2 separate regions of the Capra hircus genome follow, and region 2 is linked to region 1. Evidence: chromatin contacts called from public Hi-C data. All regions are on one chromosome and are shown on one strand. Each heading gives the region's core, a stretch centred on a gene start, on an enhancer-like site or on the middle of the called end of the contact. The rest is flanking DNA. Distances are from core to core; before and after follow the strand shown. Region 1 overlaps ETF1 (eukaryotic peptide chain release factor subunit 1). Region 2 has its middle 8.8 kb from the start of EGR1.

Evidence for each region. Hi-C and Micro-C count contacts between places; a contact is called where the count stands out from the background.
Region 2: a Hi-C map of blood shows a contact between it and region 1, with 3 times the contacts expected there. The contact joins two enhancer-like sites. A contact is called at or near these places in 3 of 5 Hi-C or Micro-C datasets (all in blood).

Annotation. Positions count from the first base shown.
Region 1 is chr7:60,631,010-60,634,943 of ARS1.2, reverse strand. ETF1 (eukaryotic peptide chain release factor subunit 1) reads right to left here. Exons shown (of 11, transcript XM_018050323.1): 11 at 3,126-3,934. Among named protein-coding and RNA genes, the nearest start is that of ETF1, 28 kb to the right of the region's middle. Within about 2 kb of position 1,278, at least 1 of the 5 cell types and tissues checked has an H3K27ac peak or open chromatin away from gene starts, as enhancers often do.
Region 2 is chr7:60,669,216-60,673,140 of ARS1.2, reverse strand. No RefSeq gene overlaps it. Among named protein-coding and RNA genes, the nearest start is that of EGR1, 8.8 kb to the right of the region's middle. Within about 2 kb of position 2,515, at least 1 of the 5 cell types and tissues checked has an H3K27ac peak or open chromatin away from gene starts, as enhancers often do.

The DNA.
Region 1 (3,934 bases), core at 29-2,528:
GCACCCCCAGCCCCTCTGGCTGGGGATTTCTCAGCTGTACACCCTGCAGCAGAATTAACTCTTCTAATGCATTCTCTACTGTCCAGTCGCTTATGTCTGACTCTGCAGCCCTATGGATTGCAGCCTGCCAGGCTCCTCTGTCCATGGGATTCTCTAGAAGCCGCAGTACTGGAGTTGGTTGCCATGCCCTCCTCCAGGGGATCTTCCCCACCCAGGGATCGAACCTGTCTCCTATATTGACCTTGAGTCAAACCCAAATTCTGAGTAAAAACCAAACTTGAATGAAGGGTCAAACTAAAGTTGTGTTCTAGATACTTTGTGAATCAACTGGAACCTAAACATTCATTATATTACACTGTTTCTATAATGGATGTTCATGATGAATGTTCATGATGACCTTAAAACGTTAGTTAGTTGATGCTTTTAGGTTTTTTCTGTATTTCTGAAATTTCAAAGATTTCCTTAATGAACATCTTTTTAAACCTCTTGCTACATCAGTGAATACTTCCTGTGAGAAAGTGTATTCTCTTAATAACCACATATAGTTATCAAGTTCAGGAGCTCAGAAACATTGATACAATATTTTATCCGTAGTCCACATTCCAATTTCATTAATTGCCCTCAGCATATCTTTTTAAGAGCAGAGGCAGATGCCCTAGAAATTCCATTATGTGTATACATTCTTCTTTGAAGATGCTGGATCAATTACAGGGATCCTCTACAGAGTCCAAGGGAGCTTCTTTTATCTGTTCTCAACTGTGGCTGTGACTGAACTGTCAAAACATACATGTTCTGAGGGAAGGACATAACTGCTGCTAGATGAATGTCTTCCAGATGCAATCCAAGTTGTTGGTTGTCTCTGAAAGCAGAGGTTGGTGAGGTGAGTTGACTGGTCGTCTTAGCAGTAGCAACACCTGTTCTCTCTTCTTGAACGAATAACGACCTGTATTTGCATTGGCTTTGGAACCAAATGGGCAGATATACAACAGAATGAGACATTGTTTTTCTAAGGATTAAATGCACGTTACATAGCATCTTCTCTGCTACCTGGTAACTGTCCAACAAATGTTAGTGATTGTAGTTGTTTTTCAGATGGCCCACTCAAAGCCCTGGTTCTCCTCCCTGTTATTCATCCCTGCTTTCTTTGGTAGTTTGCCTTCTCCATATAAGCCAAATCTTAAACAAGCTGTCCCAGGAATCTGTTAATGCTTGTCAGAAATCTCCCTACCGGAAGCAACTTTCTTCTGCAACCAGTATCCTTAACTCTAGCACCACCTTGTGGTTTGCAGTGCAGATTCACCCAGGCCACTTAGAGAAGACCAGAGCTGGTGTAGGTGTGATCATCTCCCAGCTGAGTTCTTGCTAAGTGCCACTGTGTATTTCACGTGCCTTATTGCATGTAATCCTTACCACAATCTATAGGGAGCAGGCATTGTTACAGGTAGGGAAACTTCTGCTCAGAGACATGGCCAAATGTCTCTAGGCAGCATCTCTATTCATCAGATATTAGATCTGCTCACTATTATATCCTGATAGCTTTACAGTTGGAAAGGCTCTTTGAGATTCAGACTCATCCTAACACTGATACGGCACTGAGAGATAGGAAGGGACTTATGTGAAGTCATAAGTTCAAGTGGCAGAGACAAAACCAGAGATGTTTGCCTAAAGAGCTGATTCTTTGTCCTGGGCTCTTCACTAACCCCAGGGTGAGCTTACCAAGCAGTTTGACTATACCCAAAACAGAGTCCTCAGACATGTTTGGAGTCGAGTGTCAAAGAGTATCCTGGAGATAAACTGTTTCCACATATACTTCTAGTGCCAGTTATCCTCAATAACTATGGCACCCATTACTTCCACACCTCTTGGTCAGTCAGTTCCTGTGTCCCTGGGAGGCACAGTCCCATCAGGGTGGACTTGGCAGGTAGGCGTCCCAGCAGGCACACACTCAAATTGGCAACAAGGGAGAAGCTGGCATGAAGTTTACATTCCATCTTGGCATTCAGCCCTGAATACACTATGTCTGTCTAGGAGCACCATGGCATGAGAACTGGAGCCAGGGAACAAAAGATGGCAAGTGCTGCAGGCCCAGACAGGCAAGCACAACGGCCCACATAACCGGCACTACTGTGCTGCCTTCTAACTTTTGACTTCAAACTGCAACTAGGGGTAGAAAAAACTACCTCTGCCATGCATGGGCATGTCTGCCTCTTCCTATAGGGTGACTGGGTTTCATCAAGGCTATCATCTAAATCAGATGAGAAACTGGACAAAATTATGCTGAAAAAGCAAAGTGACAGAAGAGGTTCTCTTACCGGTCAGTTTTGTTAATACTTCTTAAACCTGGACAAAGAAAATCACGTACCACCTTGGTACTTCAACTAGGCTTCCTAAACTACTAAATAGGAGCTCCACTTTTGGGAAAAGAAATGAAACAAGAATCCTCTTCTGTTTTAACACATCCTAGAAGCCCTGTTCCATTGAGCCTGCCTCTGACTTGCCCTTGAATGAGGTTACTGCTCTTCCACAGGTACCAGGTATGCAAGATCAGAATAGGGGAGGCTTAGTTTGCACCTTTCCATCTGGATCCGCTGTTGACTCAAAGGCAACCAAATGTAGAAAGAGAATTTTGGAATTAAGCCTGGCATAAAATTTTTAGTTTTTTCTACCCCTAGTTGCAGTTTGAAGTCAAAAGTTAGAAGGCAGCACAGTAGTGCCGGTTATGTGGGCTGTTGTGCTCACCTGTCTGGGCCTGAGCCACTGAAGAGCTGCTACTTAACCTCTTTTGGTTAAGTATGCCACCTACCTCCACAGAATGTTAACAAGGGTAACACCTTTTTTTTTTTTTTTTTTTTTAAAGGCAAGTTTCCCTTTGGCTTGCATAGGGAAGAGAGTAAGGTACAAATTAATTTGGTCCAGGAACTGGAACCTCTTCCCTCTGGTGTTAACACTGGGATCATGGCCTTTTGCATATACCCTTCCATAGGCAAATGTAGCGTTAGACAACTAAATCTATGGCTGAAGAGTAACTGAGGAAATTGCACATGCTTTGGAGAGCTCACTCACACGGTCTCCACGGCTCAGACCTTTCTTAGAACAGTCCTAAAAAATCTCAAGCACACGAAGTATATTCTTAAATATGGTTTAATACTCTTCTCCATTTCTGTACATCACAACACCAAGATTTTGCTGTTTAGGATCTCTCTGTAGAGGCTATAGAGAATGCAAAGGCTACGGTTTTCACCCCCTCTTACTTATGTGTTTGTATTGTGTAAGTGTAATACATATCAGTATATATTGATACACACATCAATATATAATGCAATATATATCACTGAAGAGAACACATTGATTAAAGAAATACAAAAATTTGGCATCATTTCCAAACTTAAATAGTAAAAATAAAAACTACAAAAGGAGCTGCATACCCTAAATGTATCATGTGAAACAACAAGCATATTCAAAAATGTAAATTTACATCCAATTTCTCTGATCTTATCATATATCACATTAGACCCATTTACAATGGCAAAACCCTAAGGTACTGCTATGAAGAGAGCACGTTTGCTCGCTCTTGGGTGTTCTGCAAACAAACAGCAGAGCCCAAAGAAAAAGCCTGTTCTGGTGAAGCCTCCCGCATTGGTGAATACCAAAGAATTGACTCTTCATACTGGGGGTTGAGACATCAGGTTATACATCGACAGACAGTCATTTGGACCTCAGAGTACAGTGTTGAGAACCAGAAGCTTTACATTTAAGACATAACTCCCTTCATTCAAGTGAAACAGGATTACTGGAACGATAGGCAGGTCTGCAACCTGGGAACAAGGAGCTGGTTCAGACCAATAAAGCTACGAGTGACTGAGTCAAGTCAGTGAAGAACAGCAGTCAGGCACTAAAGTGTTAAAAGTACCCAATTTGAAAATCAAACGCACCC
Region 2 (3,925 bases), core at 1,266-3,765, 37 kb before region 1:
CTCTGAGCGGCATTCCTTTCACCATTGCCCTCTGGGCAATTTGGCCCCTTTCTCTATCAGAAAGGAGAGGAAGTGTCAGAGTAGAAATCAGGTAAGAGACTCGCTTGTTCTAGAAAGATCTCCAGAGAATAAGTTGCTTGTGTCTCCTGCTAGCAGCTACCATATGGCCAGGAAAGCAGGTTAGGCCTCTCTAACCTAAATCCCATTTGCTGCATTTCACACATATACACACACACACACAACTCACACTCAGATTACACACTTCCATCCACAGTGACCAGTGGCCAAGGAGGTCACTGTCAGATTCCACATCTCCAGGCTTTCCCTGCACATCTGGGTTTCCCTGTGTCAACAGAAGATGCTCAGATTTCCAAGTTCACTGGTCTGTTGCCATGGAAACATTGTCTTCTAGACCTCCACACAGGGTCTGACCCCTGTGGTGCTGGGGAGAAGAGGAGAGATGGAGGGTGACAAACAGAATGGAGGTAGGAGGCTGGTGAAACACATCTGGGTCTACATGACCCCTTGCTGTCTTATTCCCTGGGGTCACCTGCCCTCTCCCCTCCACCTTAGTAGATCTCTCTAGGCCAGGGGAGTGGGGAAGGGAAGTCATAACAGATGTCTGGCAGGAGCTATGTGGAAGGTGCTTGATAATTGCCTGGAAACCCACTGGGCATTGAGAGAGATTAGCTTTGAAGTAGGGGCTGAGGTTTGGCCCTGTGTCCCACGCCCAAACCATGTTGGGGACACTGGGCAGCCCTCCAGGCCTGAGGTCCCTGGCTAAAACGGTCCTCAGGCATGAAGCGGTTTCATCCTGCTTCTCCTCCCTTCCTTGTGTGTGCCCCACACTAGGAGAACCTGCTTAAAATGTGATTTCCAGGCTATGACGTCAGAGGAAAGCCAGCAGCTCCAGCCTATGCCAGCTCTTCCTTGATCAGCAGAGCTGAGCCTAGCCTTGTTCACCCTGGAGGAAAGGAGGTTAGGTAGAGGAGAGGGGTCTCTGGGGGCCTCTAGTCCTCATATATGTGGCATTCAGAATAATAGGGAGAGACTATTCCCAGGCCAAAGTTCTGGCTTCCCCATTGCCTTAAATACCAGCGAGTATGTGATTATCTCCGTCACAGATTCCCCCTAACCCCAGTTTTCCCCTCTCTAAGCTGGGTCAGGCCTGCATAAAGGAGGAGGGCACCTTAAGTCTTAGAGCCCTTTGGGTTCTGCCTGAGAGCTTGTCAGCAAATCCAGGCTGGAGGCAGTGATAGGTGAGCAGGATGCCTGCAAAGAGGAAAAAGCCCACTAGGTGGCGCAGCTCACCCCCAGTGTGGGATTCCCTGGCCCTTGCCTTTCCTGCACCAGTCAGTGGGCTTTTAAAGTCCGCTGAGCAGGATGCTTTATACCGCAGTTCCTGGAGTTGCAGGTTCATGAAGAAAGCATCCTTGTGGGTGGATAGGCAGATATGAATTCTCAATCACTTTCCAACCCCAGTTTGTGTGCAGAGGAGATAGTCAGACCCAGCAAGCAGGTACTCCCTTTGGGGAAGGATGAGGCACCTCCTGGGAGCAAGGAAATTGCCAAGCTGACCCTAGGAGGGTCATACAGCCCAAAGAACCCAACTTGGGCTTCTAAAATATTGTCAAGAGAGGGACAATTTGGGCGAGCGAGAGGGACACTCACCTAGATGCAGGGTTCCCTGGAGCTGACTCCCTTATGGCCACAGTGGCAGTTCCAGGTTGCCCCTAGGTTTCCCGTCCCCTGCCCCTTCCCTTATTTTCATCATGGGTACTGTAGAGCTGAAAAAGGAGACAAAGACCCTAATCTTCAGACCCTGGAACCTCAAGGTATTTTTTCCAGCAGCCAAGGCTGACTCCTGAATGACCTACCTTTGCCTGACCTCTTTCCCAAACTGACCCCAGCAGCCCTGCACACCTAATGAATTACTCTCTTCTTTTGTCCCAGCCAGATGAGTGATCAATAAGTAATGCTGCCTGAAATATTAATGGCAAGTTTTACACCAGCATCCCTTAGCCGTGCCTGTCATTGGGGAACTTGAGAGTTGACAGAGAAATGCATGGCCCCCAAAGAGCTCCTTTATTCCTCTTTTCTTTGCCAAGATTTCGACCTGTCCCCATCTCCACCAGATCATGATTCATTGCCATTAGGTGAGAAGAGGACGGGTCCCCCAGAGACCAACTCAGGCAGCTTCCGGAGGAGGATGGGGTAAGCTAAACCAAGCAGCGACCCTTCTTGATTCCTTTGTCTCCTCTGATGCAAGTGAGATCCCATTTCCTCTGTTCCATGTCCAGCTTCCTGAGTGGCAACTCAGAAGGAGACCTGGGGCTTCCCTCCTCTCTCTGCTTCAACTATTTTAGAGACTGAGCAGAAGGGACTCATGCGCTCCCAGACTTCTGGCCCTGGCATTCTCTTCTGGCTTTCTTCTCCCTGGAAGAAGAGGAGGAAGTGGAAGCTCTTAGCCCTCTTGAGCCCACCTGGCGGGCTTCCCAGGGCGGGGCGGGGGGCCAGCCACCCTCCTTCGGGGAAATCAGGCCCACCCAAATCTTCGAACACGCAGTGCCCTCTGCTCACGTGCTCTTTGTCTCCTGCTTCGCTTGGTGTTGTCTTGCGTGTTCTTCAAGTCTCAGCTTAGATGTGACACCTCACCTGGTCCAGGCCCCTGTGGCCTTCTCTTTCGTGTTCTCTTCCCTGGCAGCACATATCACCCTGTTTCATCATTGCCCATGTGTCCCCACTAGACTGAAAGCCCGGGCATAGGCGATGGGCCTACCTGGTTCACCACTGTTTCCCCAGCATCTAGTACAGGGCATGGCACACTCTAATAATTCAGCACATTTTTCTGGAATGTACGAATGACATCTCTGCAGCATTCTTCCTCTCCCAAAAAAACACCAGCCTTCTATCCTCAGCATCTCTTTGCAGAGCTGTTTGCCTGCACCTGAGGATGGGTGTCTGCACTAAACAGCAGCTGCCCAGACCACCTACCCTTGCCCTGGCCGCCTGGCATGTGCTCATGCTCGCTTGCTTTGCCCTTCTCTCTCTCACACACAGATGGGAGTCAGCTTTCCAGCCACATTCACTTCTCACTTTAATTCAAAAGCTAAATTGGGAAGAAGAGCAGCTTCACACTCCCAATTTAGCCTGGGAGAGAAAAAGGGAGACAGTCTGGATGTTGCCAGGGAAAGGAGAACATTGGGTCTGGGATGGGTAGTGGTGGCAAACGTACCCAGAACCCAACAGAAAGCCATGAAACCCCCACCCAGCTACTAAAAATAAGTCATCCAGAGGTATGACTCCAGAGTGATCCCTGTGAAGCCTCTTTCCTGCGATGGTGCAGCCATTCTGGGCACTACCCCAGCCTAGGGATGGGATTAGAGGTGGTGGAAGAGATTCAGGTTATCGGAACTATCCATAGGCGGAGATGCTGCTGCTTAGGTCTGTGGTAGTAGGAAACCAGAAAGTCCTTCTTAAATCTAACTTTAATCTATTTGGTAACTGCTGAGAGGCCGGAGAAGGTAATGGCACCCCACTCCAGTACTCTTACCTGGAAAATCCTGTGGACAGAGGAGCCTGGTAGGCTGTAGTCCATGGGTTCGCTAGCAGTTGGACACGACTGAGTGACTTCACTTTCACTTTTCACTTTCATGCATTGGAGAAGGAAATGGCAACCCACTCCATTGTTCTTGCCTGGAGAATTCCAGAGACGGTGGAGCCTGGTGGGCTGCCGTCTATGGGGTCGCACAGAGTCGGACACGACTGAAGCAACTTAGCAGCAGCAGCAGCAGCAGAGAGGCCTGATGAATGAAAACAGAATCCATAAACAGATAGTTGCTCATTAATATTCACAGCAGCATTATTCACAATAGTCGAAAAAATAGAAACAACCCAAATGTCCATCAAAAGATGAGAGGATAAA